4 separate regions of the Mus musculus genome follow, and regions 2, 3 and 4 are each linked to region 1. Evidence: chromatin contacts called from public Hi-C and Micro-C data. All regions are on one chromosome and are shown on one strand. The core of a region is the stretch at or near the end of the contact, and the rest is flanking DNA. Distances in the headings are between cores, read along the strand shown.

Region 1 (3,234 bases), core at 528-3,027:
GGCCCATGATCCTGGCTGAGTAAACCAGTAAGTAGCAATCTTCCATGGCCTCTGCAATCAGCTCCTGCCCTCAGGTTCTCTCCTGGCTTGGCTTCTCTCAGTGGGCTGTGATTCAGGATATGTAAGCCAAATAAACCCTTTCCTGTTCAAGTTGCCATTGGTCATGGTGTTTCATCACAGCAGTAGTAACCCTAAGACACTTGCTCACCAGATTGTAAATGGGTCAGTGAAGAGCCTGGTCTACTGATGGCTATTCAGTTGCCTGCACTTGTTTAAATGTAAAAGCTATCTTTTCGTCAAGAGTCACAATTAGGCAATCTTGGAAAAGGATAGTCCTTCGTGGCTTATGGGATATGCTGTGAGCTAGTATTTCAGGCGATTTCCCTCTTTTAAAGTCTGCACTTGAGATCTTACATTCCTGATCCTCTTGGGATCACTGGCTGGTGTTACCATGTCCAAGTTCAAGTATGCACATTGTCTTAATGGATTTGTATTCTACAATAAACGAAGCTGATGCGATGGCTCATCTCTGTAATTCCAGCACTCAGGAGCTGTGACAGGAGTATTACCTCGAGTTTGGGACCACCCTAGGCCGATTGGGACAATGAACTTCTTGTTGGTAGAGGGTTGCTCTGTCCCAGGTTTAGAATCCTCCAGGCAGACCTAATAAATATTCAGCAGGCGCTCGGACAGCCCAGCCCCAAGTGCGCCCTTTGCATACATATCCATTCCAGCTACCCCTTCACAAGCAGTTTTACTTGGTAATTTACAAATGTTCTGGCTGAACTCTACACCTGCCAGTATTTCAGCAATTAGCTTAGGATGCAAAATGATTTCTAAGTTAAGGTTCTGGACATGTAAAATCAAGAGAGCCCGATCATCTTCGGGCACCACAGCTCTGATAGCCAACGAATAACATCACAAACCAGGGCAAGCCCTTTGGCATCTTACCGGGTTATTACGACTGTCATACAAATCTATATAATAAGCAGGTGAACTGCAGGTCAAAGATCGAAGGGATGTAAGAGAGCCGGCAATCAGTTATTCAAAACCGCTCCCTTTTACCGACTCGGAACTGAGCGAGGGTTAGGGTTTGGGCATTTTAGTGGCATAAACGACTAGAATGACATTTTGGTCAGGTGAAAGGTTAAACGGGAAAGAGGCTGATAAAAAGCCAGCAAACCCCCCACCCCCAAATGCCTGTGGGTCCAGGTAGCTAGACAAGGAGCTACCTCTGTACCTGCTAAGGTGGCATGGGGGTGGGGGTGGGGAGCGCTCCGTGCCGGGTTCCTTCGGGGCACAACTTCCATCCCAGAAAGAGGAAAGCATGAGCAGAGAAGCGTGAGTGGGTGGAGGAAGGTGGGGAGAGGAGGAGGCCCGGCACCACGAGCGGAAGGAGAGGAGGAGAAAAAAGAGGGAGGAGGAAGCAGAGGAAAAGGGAGGAAAAAGAAGCGGGCGGCGGAGGAGAAGGACCCGCCCCTCCCGGCTTCTTCCTGGGCTGGGCATCTCCAGGGCCTCTCCCCGACCGCCGCCCTCGGCAGTTGGCGGGGCTCACAGGGGCCCCCCAGTCTGCGTGTCCAGCTCTGTGCAGCGGAGCGCAGAGGCCCAAGGCTCGCCCGGCGCGCGTCCCCGTCCCGCGCGCTCCTACTCCAGGCCGCGCGCGCGCGTGCACACATACACACGCTAGCTCTCCGGGCATGCGCAGTGGGCGGCGCCGCTCCGGGCCGCCTCTTGCCGCCGCGAGTAGGAAGCGCGAGCGCCGGGCGCCGGGCTGTCAGTGAGCGTGGGGCCAGCCAGCGAGCCAGAGAGCCGGAGAGAGCCAGAGAGAGCGGCTCGGCTCCCAGCTCCGAGTAGCGCAGCGCCCGCCCGGCTCTCCCGGGCCACCGCCGCCACCACCGCACCTCATCAGCACCGCCACCTCGGCCGCCGCCCCCGCCCACCCCGGCCCTCCCCGGCTGCTGCTCCCCGGCGGAGGCAAGAGGTGGTTGGGGGGAACCATGGCTGACGTTTACCCGGCCAACGACTCCACGGCGTCTCAGGACGTGGCCAACCGCTTCGCCCGCAAAGGGGCGCTGAGGCAGAAGAACGTGCATGAGGTGAAAGACCACAAATTCATCGCCCGCTTCTTCAAGCAACCCACCTTCTGCAGCCACTGCACCGACTTCATCTGGTAGGTGCGCGCGGCAGCCCTGGGGACCCAAGAGCCACCTTTGCCCCGGGGCTCAGGTCTGCTTGTCCCCGGGACTTAAGCTCGGGGACGTCTCTGAGCCCCGGCGCGTCCTTACTCTCAGGGCCAGGACTCCTCCGAGAACTTAGAGTGCCTGGCCGGAGTCCGAACTCTCGCCAGGAGTGACAGGCGCGCACCCACGCGGGACACTCCCTGGAAAGTGGCCCGGCGCTGCCACGCATGCCCTGGTGCCCTGAAGGGACGCTTGGCTCTGCACGGGGTGACTCGGATGAGGGGGAAGGTCCCCTCGCCTCTCCTAGGGCGCACAGGTCTTCCCTGTCACCAAGCGGAGCGGTCAATGGGCCTGATGGGAGCGAAGGGACAGGAAAGAGAGATTGCTGGAGTCAAAGTGGCCCCAGGACGCGCAAGAAACACGCCCGGGAGTAGCGGGGAGCCGCGGCGCGCCGCTCCAAGTTGCTGGCGAGCCAGGCTGGGCGCGTTCCGGGGAGTGTTTGTGCCTCGCGTCGGGCTGGGACTCCGCTGGAACCTTGGGTCCCTGCCTACTGTAGGCTGTTTCTACTGGGCACGGAGACTTTGACTTTTCTGGCCGAGCCCAGAGTGGGGAGAGAGGGGAGGGAGAGAGATGGAAGGCAGCAAACTGTTGAAAGCTTGCCGTGGGGGAGGAGGGCTAACCCGGCAGGCAAATGGCAGAGGGCAGAGGGAGTCATTTAAAATAGACCCTGTCAACAGGAGATTAAACCTGTAACCCAGTTGATGAGGACAGAGGGCTTATTTAAGAAAAATACTGTAATGGCTAAAGGTGTCCGCGCTCAGGTGATTTCCACTGAACGCCAAGCGTTGGCAACTGAGGGGCTTGATAAAAAGAAGGGTTCAGGGATCTATCTCTCTGGAGCCTGTGAAATTAGGTAAAATTGGATTTATGCAGATTTATGTTTTTCTTTTTAAATTTTTTTTGTGAGAGAATTACAGCTTTCATCAGATTTACAAAATGTCAGTCCCCCCCACCCCCATCATATCTTAGAAATCGTCCCCCTCCCACGACTTTG
Region 2 (3,234 bases), core at 273-2,772, 1.1 Mb before region 1:
AAAAAGAACCCTGCGATCCCATCACTTTGGAGGCCGAGACAGGAGGATCTTCAGTTTTAGGTTAGTCTTGGCTTGGCTAGTGAGATCGTGTTTTTTAAAAACAAACAAACCAGGATTTGGGGGGGGGGGGGTCAAATATAAGTTTGAAGCCAGCGTGGACTACACCTGTCTGGGATGGGGTAAAGGTTTAATTATTCCCACAAATTTGCCAGTTATTATTCAGTGGTAGCCTGGCTGGACTACAGTGACCAGAGTAACACACTCTGCACCAATACACCTGCCTCCTCACTTAGCCACACCAGAGCCTATTGACAGCACTGGGTGACTGCATTCCCAAATCCTGGGGGAAATGACAGAGCAAGGAAAGGTTTTTATTAAAATTTTGAACCGGTGCTCCTCCCGGTGGGTGGCGACCCTTCAGGCACACTCCCAAAGTAGGTTCTCTGCAGTTTCTAACATCAGAAAGACAATCTCTGAGCCACAATCAACCGACGTGGGTTGCCTAAGTCTGAGGGGGGAAGGGGGGGGAATGCAGAGGAACAGGGCTTTTGCTGTGAGGCAGTACCCAGTTTTTCTCCAGAGGTGTGAGATGGAGTCCAGGAAACCAACTTTGCGCCCCCTCTGGCTCTGAACAGTCCCTAATCCTCAGACACGCGCTGTCCTCAGGAATAACTCGGGCTTCTCCGGAAGCATCCATTTAGTTCATAGTGACCTTTGGGATCAGGGGGCTTGGAGGTTTGGGGGTCTCGATCCCCCCAGAAGCCTCCTGGGGGGGGGGGGGGTTAAGGCTGCCGTGCACCTGTGCTCACGCCGCCTCCCGCCTAGGCGGGTGCGCGCGCACGGAGAAGCGGAGATGCTGACTCAGCCAGGCTTCTCCCATCTCTTTCGCGCAGCGCGGATGCTGGCGGCTGGTGGCTGCTGCGGCTGCAAACAAGGCAGCACGGGGAGGGGAGGCGGGGGAACACGACAGTGCACCGGCAGCAACCCAGCCGCGGGCTCCTTAGGGCCCATTGCGGCACTTCCCCCCGCATGCCCGGAAGGGGAACTGGCGGGGCGCGCGAGTTGACGAAATTTGGGGGGGAAGTGGTCTCTAGAGGAGGAACTCGGGATCCCGCGCGTGCTCCGCTCACACCCAAACTGGAAGGAACCTGTTCAGTCCGGGACCAGGGACGCGCGGGACCAGCCCAAACGCGCGCCTCCCCTGCCCTCCCAACCCCCCCTCCCCAGCCTCCTCACTGGCTCCCCAAATCCTCAGGGCGCGGGCGGACCCGGGAGCTGCGCTCGGAGAGGGGGTGCAGGGGCGCACTCGGTCGCCCCGGGCTCGATCGCGCTCCCGCTCGCACTGCAGCTAAGTGCCGGGGTCCGATCGGGCCGGGATCACACGGGCACGCGCGGATGAGGGGATGAGGGCGTCGGGCCAAGGACCCCAGAGGCGTCGGCGGGGATGGGCGACCCGCGATGACAGCGCGGTTACCTTCCGTGACCCCCAGCCCCGGCAGCCGGCAGGCGGGGCGCGTGCCTTGCGCGGCCCCGATCCACGTGGGCCCGCGCGCGCGCACCAGGCCGGCCCCCTCCTTGCAGGCGCTCGGCGCTCCCAGCACATGGTCGGCGGCGCGCCCCCGAGGCCGGCGGAGACCGGCTGCAGCCGGTATAGGATAAGAGATAGGCAGAGAGAAGCGGGGCCGGGGCGCGGGCGGCGGCACGCACGGCCCGGGAGGAGGCGACAGGGTTGGGGGGCGGGGGGAGGGTGTGGCTCGGGTGGCCGAGGCTGGCGTGGGTTGGGGGCCAGGGTACTCCAGGCTCCCCGCCCGGAGCCAACTTGATAGAGACTCTGGCCCACGCCCTAAGGGGTTAAACCTTTTTCTCATGTTACGGAGCGGTTTATAAGAAGGCTCCGGAGGCCCAGCCTCCGCCTTATTGGGTGCCTTTTGGGGTTTATTCTCTTCCCTTCTAACTTGGTGAGTTGGTTTTATTATTTTACACGCTTAAAAGTTTGATTGTGGGGTATGGGTGTTTGTTTGTTTGTTTTTTAATATGTGTTGGGGCCTTTTTTTTTTTTTTAAGGGCGGGGAGGAGGAAAGCTTTTAACATTTTAAAGAGGTTAATCCGAAAAATATTCTGACAGTTGGGAGTGTTCGGAGCCACTGGGATGACGCGCTCGGGCAGTTGTGGGCAACTGAGAGTTGAATGTCCATGACCCTAAGTATAGATGGGTTCCAGGAAATACCTTAAAGGGTGCCCTGGCCTTTGATCGTCCCCAACCCGGGGTGAAAGGAGCCAGGCTGTGAGGCGAGTCCGGCGACCGTCTCAGACCCTCTCTGGATTTTCCTCATGAAGTTGCCGGCGCGTCAGCAGAGCGAAATGTCAGAGAGGTACCTTCCTTCCCCGGGCTCGCGCGCGCACCCAAGGCGGCCACTGAGGCAGCACGAGGGAAAAGTGGAACTTCGGGTCTCCATCCCTGTTACCCCCCTCCCCAGGGCGGTCCCGGAGAGAGACAGATTTCCCTTCGGAGCGTGGGTCCCACACCTTGCCGGGCTGCACTGTCACCCGCTTGCTGCCTGCTGGTCGGTCCCGCACAACTTCCAAGGTCCGCCGGGCTACCAGCGGCAGCAAAGTGTCGTGCAGCTGAACGGCTCCAGGCGTGGGGGGAGAATGATTTTAAAGAGGAAATAGGTTAATTTCCTTCTGGGTTGTTCTCAATCCCTGCACCGCAGCAGACAAGTGATAGAAGTTTGTTAGATGGCGTGTAAAAATGTCATCGAACAACAGGGTAGGGGGGAAGATCGTAGGAATTGAGGAACCCATTACAACTCCTTAACCTGGAAGCTGGTGGTTTGTACAGCTAGGCACTGTGCTGGCTGCTTTTGACGGGAAGGGGATTTCTACCTTAGGATTGAGATTTCAGCCTCTGGTGATCTGACTGGTTTTTTTTGTTTGTTTGTTTGTTTGTTTGTTTTGTTTTGTTTTTTTTACAAACCATTCTGATGAGTGTCTAGCTACAAGAAAGTGCCAGTTCCTATACTAAGGTCTTCCCGTGTGCCAAGCACTGTTAGGTGGCTCGGGGGTTGGGGAGAATACAGTGGTGAAACACCTTTCCTGGTAATTAAGGGACCAGCGGCACCCGGCACCGTCAAAGATAGAAACTGACAGTATGTAAATAAACAATGCAGTCAAGTGGAAAACTGGTCTTAATGAGTACCACTGGCCCTGAGTTTTCCTTCTGCGGTTTCCAGA
Region 3 (3,234 bases), core at 404-2,903, 1.1 Mb before region 1:
TGTTCCCATCCTAGTAACTACTGTCAAGTTGGGCATAGTGCCGACACCTGTAAACCAATACTCAGGAGACAGAGGCAGGAGATTGAAAGTTGACACTCAGCCTGAGTTATATAGCAACATTGTCTCAAAAACAGTAACTAACAGCTCCTTTTTTTGGTTTTTCAAGACAGGGTTTCTCTGTATAGCCCTGGCTGTCCTGGAGCTCACTCTGTAGACCAGGCTGGTCTTGAACTCAGAAATCCGCCTGCCTCTGCCTCCCAAGTGCTGGGATTAAACGTGTGCACCACCACTGCCTGGCTAGCGGTGACTCTTAAATCCTACTGATGCCCAACGTCCTCTGTCATTTGAAAACAATCATAATATTTTGAGCTGACTCACTTTGTCCACAGGATCAACGGCATCCCTTCCAGTGTCACTCAAAGATATTCAATAAGGAAAAGAGTAATGGTTCTGTTATTTAACTGCAGGTTGGCAAGATCCATCTCAGCCCCTTACGCTTACCTTGTCAGCCATAAGACACGGGGGTAGATCTAAGATGACCAATGAGACGCCATACTCATGGTGACAGGACTTTCCCCATTCCTATCAAGTCCCTACGTGGCACGTTCATCCTTCATACCAAGCAGACGCTTTTTGAGTGAGAAAAGAAAAAAAAGATGAATGTTTCTGTCCATTTAGTTTGTGTTTTCTAATTGAGGGCCTTTTCCATTTTTGTTTGTTTGGTTGGTTGGCTGGTTTTTTGTTCTGCTTTGTTTTGGGGGTGGGTTGGGGGGTGGGACAGGGTTTCTCTGTATTTCTCAGTTTATTAACGACTGATTTTGAAATTTAAGCTAACTGCTGTGCTCAGTGAACTTCTGAATTCTGGAGCTCAAGAGGGTGACACTGACTAGAAAGGATCCTAGAGACTACGCTGAGTGTAGCTCATCTCGGTACTGCACATCTGGGCTGAGATTTTATTTTTACAGGATGAAATTTAAAAAGAAAAAAAAAATAAATCACCATGGCCCCATTCAGTCTACCTACCTTTATAAAGGAGAAATCTCCAGCTGCTGTTTTTCCATTTATGTTTTTCTAAGGACAATGCATGTCTGGCAAAGGGGTGTGGCCTTCACCCTAATAAAAGAGACAGAGTGGAAAGTCAGAAGGCCTCCACATCCTAGTCCAACGTGGATGGTGTCGCTGAAGAAGTGTGCAGGGAGCCATCGTACAGTCACTGCAGGGACCGGGGGCCTAAGATGCTTCGGTTCTATAACCGGAACATCTCCCGCCAAGTGGGTCTCGCCAGACGTGCTAGCTGGTTGCCCATAGCAACTTGCACGGCCGGTGCAGACGCCACCCAGTCTCTGCTTGAGTCAAAAGTGGGGGGCCTCCCCGGAACTCAGAGTTCGCGTCTTCTACCCAGGGAGCAACCGGAAAGGCCCGCGTTGTTCCCAAGAGACATCCTGCCCCCGAGGTCCCCTCTGCTTCCGCCGCAGCCATCCCTCCCACCACATCCGCTCCTCCCCAACGATCAACACCTTCCTCCTCCTCCCCTGCCCAGCCCTGACGGTTCCTCATACCACCCTCACCCGGACAGGCCTCTAGGCCGCCCTCAAGCTGCCACGGTGGTCCTAGCACGCATGCGCCTCGCGCGGACGCACCTCACCCTTTCACGCATGCCCCGCCCACACCGCCCACTAGCAAGACCCGTCTTCCCGCCCCTCAATCGTCGCCCCGCCTCCTATCTGCGCTCTTCCCTCCTAAGGCTCCTCCTCCAAACACTGAGCCCGCCCCACTCCTCCAGAAAGGCCCCGCCCATGTGCTGTAACCCCGCCCCGAAGGCGTGACCTCTGTCCATTTCACAACACTCACGCTGTGTGTGGTTGACTAAAGTAGTAAGGGGGCGATGTAGTGTCGGACAGTCCCCAGTCGTCGCTGTTTCGCGTCGGCCCTCACGGGGGCGCCGCGACCCGCTCCTCGCGGGCGGTGCAGGGTCACGGAACCACCTGCCGTGGGCTGAGCCTGAGTAATTTAACCACTGGGTCCAAATAAGTCAGCCGTGTCCGCGGCTTGACACATCACCCGCTTGGACTTTCCCTTCTTAGTCGGTTTGCCCGACTGTCGCGGCCTCACCGCTGTCAGGAAGCAGGGCTGCATCCTAGGGCGTGGGGCATAGGGTTGCCTTTGGTACTTGGGGAACTAAGAGCTTAGAGCTCGGACCCCCAGGAGACTCTGGAAGGGGAAACCCCAGGGCCAGATCTCCTGATCCCCGCCCCCAGCATATACCTATTCAATCCTTTTGCATCTCTGGGCGCTTCTGGCCCCAGGAAGGTCAAACAAGGGGATGATGCCACTATTTTATCAACATCCTCTCATCCTTGGAAGTTAAAGACTGCATACCCCACATGTCTGTACCCTTCTTCCTACCCAACCCCCAAACTTTTTGCTCTCTTCTTGCCTTGTGCACACTGCTCTAATTATCCTTGCCCAGTTATTATAACAAGGCTCATATATGTTGTCCTTACTGCCCTTACCAAGTTGACAAAAGTGGCTTATTTGGGGAGGGTCTCCTGTCAAGGCTGGCCTTGAACTCACTATGTAGCAGAGAATGTTCCTGTGTCTGACTTCTGAGCACTGTATACACACATACAGAGAGAGACACATACATGTATATTCTTTCAAATTTTCATACTTCGGTTATATTTCCCCAGGACCCCCTCTGATCCTCTTTCTCCTCCCATGAGGTCACTCCCCAACAACCTGACCATTTTTTTCTCCCGGGACATTTTTAATCAGCTGTAGACATGATGCCCCTTTAGTGTAAATACTCCAGAGCATGCTTCTAAACAAGCAATTTTTTCTAAGTAGTCACAGGACACCTACACTGGGAATTCCTACCAATCACTCTGATTGCAGTCTAACACCACAAGGTTCCTGCTTTCCATTTTTCTGTGTGCACTCCCTTCCATACTAATGAAAAGTCTGTCTCCCACTATTCATAATTTACTTCTGCATTTAACTGCTCTGTGGTACAATATGCACTGAGGGTAATTTCAGAATAACTAATCCATATCATTGCAGACAAATAGTCCTGCCAATAATCAGAAATTATTCATGGTCCCGTGTAGCCAGAGGATGCACAGTAGGCTTTGCAGTTTACATCATCTAGGTGAATTCTTCCCTACTCAGTCCAGCACCACATCTGACCTGAAACTTACTAGATAGCCTAGGCTGGCCACAGATTCACAACTATCT
Region 4 (3,234 bases), core at 411-2,910, 1.0 Mb before region 1:
GGGAACGGACCCATGAGGGAGTTTGCTTATGTTCTTCTTGAACAACAAAAAATATGCTTAAAAAAAAGTCACACAACTCCTTGAAAAGACCTACAAAATTAAAGTTTGCTTCCAAGCCCTAGATTTAATAGGGTGACTCCTTAACCACTCAGAAATCTGTTTTCTGATGTGCTGCTGTGCCTCAACTCTGCCAACTTCTCTTAGGTAGAAAATACCTGACACTAAAGAAAAAAAAATTAAAAAAAACAAGATGATTCTTTTAAATGATAAAAATAAAAGCCACCTCTGCAACTTATTTGAACACTAAGGAATAAAAATATTGGGTGGTTTTCACTTAAGGAACAGTATTTAAAATACTGTTCAACAGGATTTGTGAAGCCCACCATGCAGTCCAGCACATGTATTTAAACATAAATTCATGAAAGCATTAGAAATGATATGAAATGATACTGTTTTTTTCTCCTGTCTCGAGTTATTAAGAAAAAAAAAAGTGTGCAACATGTTGAACTGTGATTACAAACATCCTGTAGCAATGAGCCGATAAAACCACTCGCGCTAATTTTTTTTAATAGACTTTCCTGATGCCAGTTCAGTAAACGTGAGTTTCATACTCTTGCCCCAAAAGGCTCTAGAGGCTGTCACTCTATGCCCTTGACAAGAGTCTCAGGGTAAAAAAAAAAAAAAAAAAAAAAAAAAAGTTTCCTCATTACAACCGTTCCAGAACTTGCTTAAGTCAAGAGGTGGCCTAGGAAGCCCAAAGCTGGAAGGGTAACATACCCGGTTACTAGGGTCACCCACCAGGGACGGGCAGAAAGGAAAGAAGGATAGGAAGGGATAGGGAGTGTAGGACCTGGGGCTACTGATGGGTGGTCTTGCCCGGAGTGCAGGGAGGACACAAGTTGCCCCGCTGCCCCGAGTCACCCTACTCGCCGCACTTCCCTCTTGGAGGGGGCGAGGCCAGCCGCGGAGTGCTGGGCCGACCGTGACCCTCACCGGGGTAGCACGGGGGGGACAGCGGGGCGTCCCGGATCGAAGGGACCAGGGCAACAGGGCGCACAGAACGGTGCCCAAGGCGCGCCCACCCGCTCGCCCGTCCGATCTGATCCCGTTCGGTCTCCTCCGACTGGGGACCCGGCGGATGAGGGCGGTGCCCGGCCCGGCTCCCCAGGGGTCCCCGAGCCCCGCCGCGCCCCGCACCTTTGATCACGTTGCTGTAGATGGTGGGGCGGAACTCCTCGCGCGCGCGCTGGTCGAAGTCCTGGCCGTGGATGATCCGCATCTGCTTCAGGAAGGTGGACTTGCCGCTCTCGCCCGCGCCCAGCAGCAGGATCTTCACCAGCCGCTTCACGTAGGTCTTCTCCCGCGACAGGCATTTGTCGATCTCCTTGGACTTGCGCTGCTGCTCGGCCTCGCCGTTCGTCAGCACGCAGCCCGGGAAGCACACGGACAGCACGGAGCGCGACGGCAGGAAGTCCGCCATCTTGCCGCCGCCGCCGCCTCGGCGGGCCCCTGCGGCTCCTCCACCTCCTCCTCCGGCAGCGGGCGGCTCCGGCAAGGCGGCTGGAGGGCGGGGAGCGCAGCGGCGGCCCGAGCGCGCCCGGGGAGGGAGGGAACCCGAGGACTGACTCGCCAGGGCGGGCCGCGCCGGCCGGGGGAGGGTGGGAGGGAGGGAGGGAGGGAGGGAGGGCGGGCCCGGGGAGGGGCGGCGGCCCTCTGGGCGTGCGCGTGCCCGCTGCCTTTCGGGTACGCGCACGCAGGCACGCCGAGCGGAGGAGGGAGCGGCAGCGGCGGGAGTCACGCGCTCCTGTGCAGCCGGGAGCGCGCTCGGAGAGCGGCGGAGCCCGGGTCACGTGGGCCAGGCTGGGCGCGCGCGCCTGCGGATCCAGAGTTTCTGTTTCCCTTTAGTGCCACCGCTTCCCGGAGCCCCGAGGCGAGTAAGCAAAGCCCATCCTGACCCCTTTCCGCTGGGGCATCTTTCTCACTACAGATCCCACTGCCCTTTCCCATAGTTACTCGCCCGCCGCTTGCTGTCACCTTCACGCGACCTATTTTGAGACCATTGGCTGGGACATCCCCGCACCCGACCAGTGCAAGCCTTCCTTCGTTACAGTTTGCCTTGTTTTGTTTTGTTTTGTTTTAACTCTTGAGACAAGATCCCTGCGGCCCAAGTTGGCTTAAATTTGTGACAATCGTCTTGCTTCAGCCTCCCTGTCCGTTTCTGGTATTACCGGCAGGCAAGAGCTTTCCTTCAAGATCGTGCGTTTAATTAGCAGCGACCCTTCCCCGCCCCCTTGTCATCCTAACCATCCCGAATCTGGAAGGATAAGTAGATGTCAGATGTCGTTATTGATCAACACCTCACCCTAGCAGCTCAGGGCACTATTGATAACCTGCCCTGGTTTGAGGGGAAGTTGGAGTTGATGTTCTCGTGAGATGTGCCAGGAAGGTCGCTGGCGGCTGGCTCACTCATTAGATTCCCATCCGAGCTGCACTTGTGACTTGGGTAATGCCTTCTGAGGTCAGTGAATGGTGGAGAGGGTGAGGTCATGTTGAAAATCCCCCTAAACCGGACACTCTGATGCACGTTCTTCCCAAGGAAGCAGATAAGCGCTCAGCCTAGGACTGCAGCAGGCACATTTTGGGTTTCCTGCCGGATTACAGAGGATATGACAGACAAGAAACTTTTTTTTTTCTGTCATACCAGCAGATCAGGCCAGAACACCTGAAAAAGAGACTCCTGGGGAACACGTGACTAGTGACAGCTGAATGACTGTAGCAAGGACCTCAGAAGCCAACTTCTTCATTCTTGTCAGTTTCAAAGTTGATGCCTGTCTGGTTTTGCTCCTGGGACCTGACTCGTGTGCAACTTGGGAACTTCCTGTGTGTTAGGGAGTTGGGGTAAAGAGGTCAACACCGTGACATGCACAAGTTTAAAATTTTAAAAACCAGCACTATAAGTCAGTCCATCAGTTACTGTCCATTTGGGCCAATGACTGGGTAGCTCACGACTCACTCACTACACTGGCTGCAGTAAACAATACATGTAGTAGAATTGTCTCCTGTTACATCCACTGAGACCGCGAGCGGACCTGAGCCCACAGAGTAGGCTGTGTGCAAAGTAGGCTGAGCTCGCATCCAGCATCTGTGGATTGCTAAAGTCAGGACTGATTTGTGACCAAAGTCTGTCATAGATGGTTGATCTCTGTATATACCTTGATCACTGTTAGGGATACC

What was found. Hi-C and Micro-C count contacts between places; a contact is called where the count stands out from the background.
Region 2: a Micro-C map of embryonic stem cells shows a contact between it and region 1, with 11 times the contacts expected there. The contact joins the promoter of Arsg here to the promoter of Prkca in region 1. A contact is called at or near these places in 5 of 39 promoter capture datasets (the 3T3-L1 cell line, embryonic stem cells, hippocampal neurons and 2 more), 3 of 484 Hi-C or Micro-C datasets (all in embryonic stem cells), 6 of 115 datasets of contacts at active chromatin or transcription factors (astrocytes, embryonic midbrain, embryonic stem cells and 3 more) and 1 of 9 other capture datasets (embryonic stem cells).
Region 3: a contact with region 1 is called in a Hi-C map of B cells, with 9 read pairs. The contact joins the promoter of Amz2 here to the promoter of Prkca in region 1. A contact is called at or near these places in 5 of 39 promoter capture datasets (embryonic stem cells, hippocampal neurons, liver and 1 more), 2 of 484 Hi-C or Micro-C datasets (B cells and embryonic stem cells), 2 of 115 datasets of contacts at active chromatin or transcription factors (astrocytes and pancreatic cancer cells) and 2 of 9 other capture datasets (adipose tissue and liver).
Region 4: a Micro-C map of embryonic stem cells shows a contact between it and region 1, with 7 times the contacts expected there. The contact joins the promoter of Gna13 here to the promoter of Prkca in region 1. A contact is called at or near these places in 10 of 39 promoter capture datasets (the 3T3-L1 cell line, cranial neural crest, embryonic stem cells and 5 more), 5 of 484 Hi-C or Micro-C datasets (embryonic stem cells and rod photoreceptor) and 10 of 115 datasets of contacts at active chromatin or transcription factors (the NIH/3T3 cell line, astrocytes, bone marrow-derived dendritic cells and 5 more).

What each region holds. Positions count from the first base shown.
Region 1 is chr11:108,342,431-108,345,664 of GRCm38.p6, reverse strand. It overlaps Prkca (protein kinase C, alpha), which reads left to right and starts at 1,777. Exons shown (of 17, transcript NM_011101.3): 1 at 1,777-2,170. The coding sequence starts at 1,998.
Region 2 is chr11:109,471,662-109,474,895 of GRCm38.p6, reverse strand. It overlaps Arsg (arylsulfatase G), which reads right to left and starts at 1,522. Exons shown (of 14, transcript NM_028710.3): 1 at 1,475-1,522. It overlaps Slc16a6 (solute carrier family 16 (monocarboxylic acid transporters), member 6), which reads left to right and starts at 1,298. Exons shown (of 6, transcript NM_001029842.2): 1 at 1,298-1,648. The coding sequence starts at 1,404.
Region 3 is chr11:109,424,365-109,427,598 of GRCm38.p6, reverse strand. Amz2 (archaelysin family metallopeptidase 2) reads right to left here and starts at 1,653. Exons shown (of 9, transcript NM_025275.4): 1 at 1,569-1,653; 2 at 1,024-1,113; 3 at 502-629. The coding sequence starts at 513.
Region 4 is chr11:109,361,220-109,364,453 of GRCm38.p6, reverse strand. It overlaps Gna13 (guanine nucleotide binding protein, alpha 13), which reads right to left and starts at 1,660. Exons shown (of 4, transcript NM_010303.3): 1 at 1,198-1,660. The coding sequence starts at 1,480. It overlaps Gm11696 (predicted gene 11696), which reads left to right and starts at 800. Exons shown (of 2, transcript NR_038097.1): 1 at 800-1,348.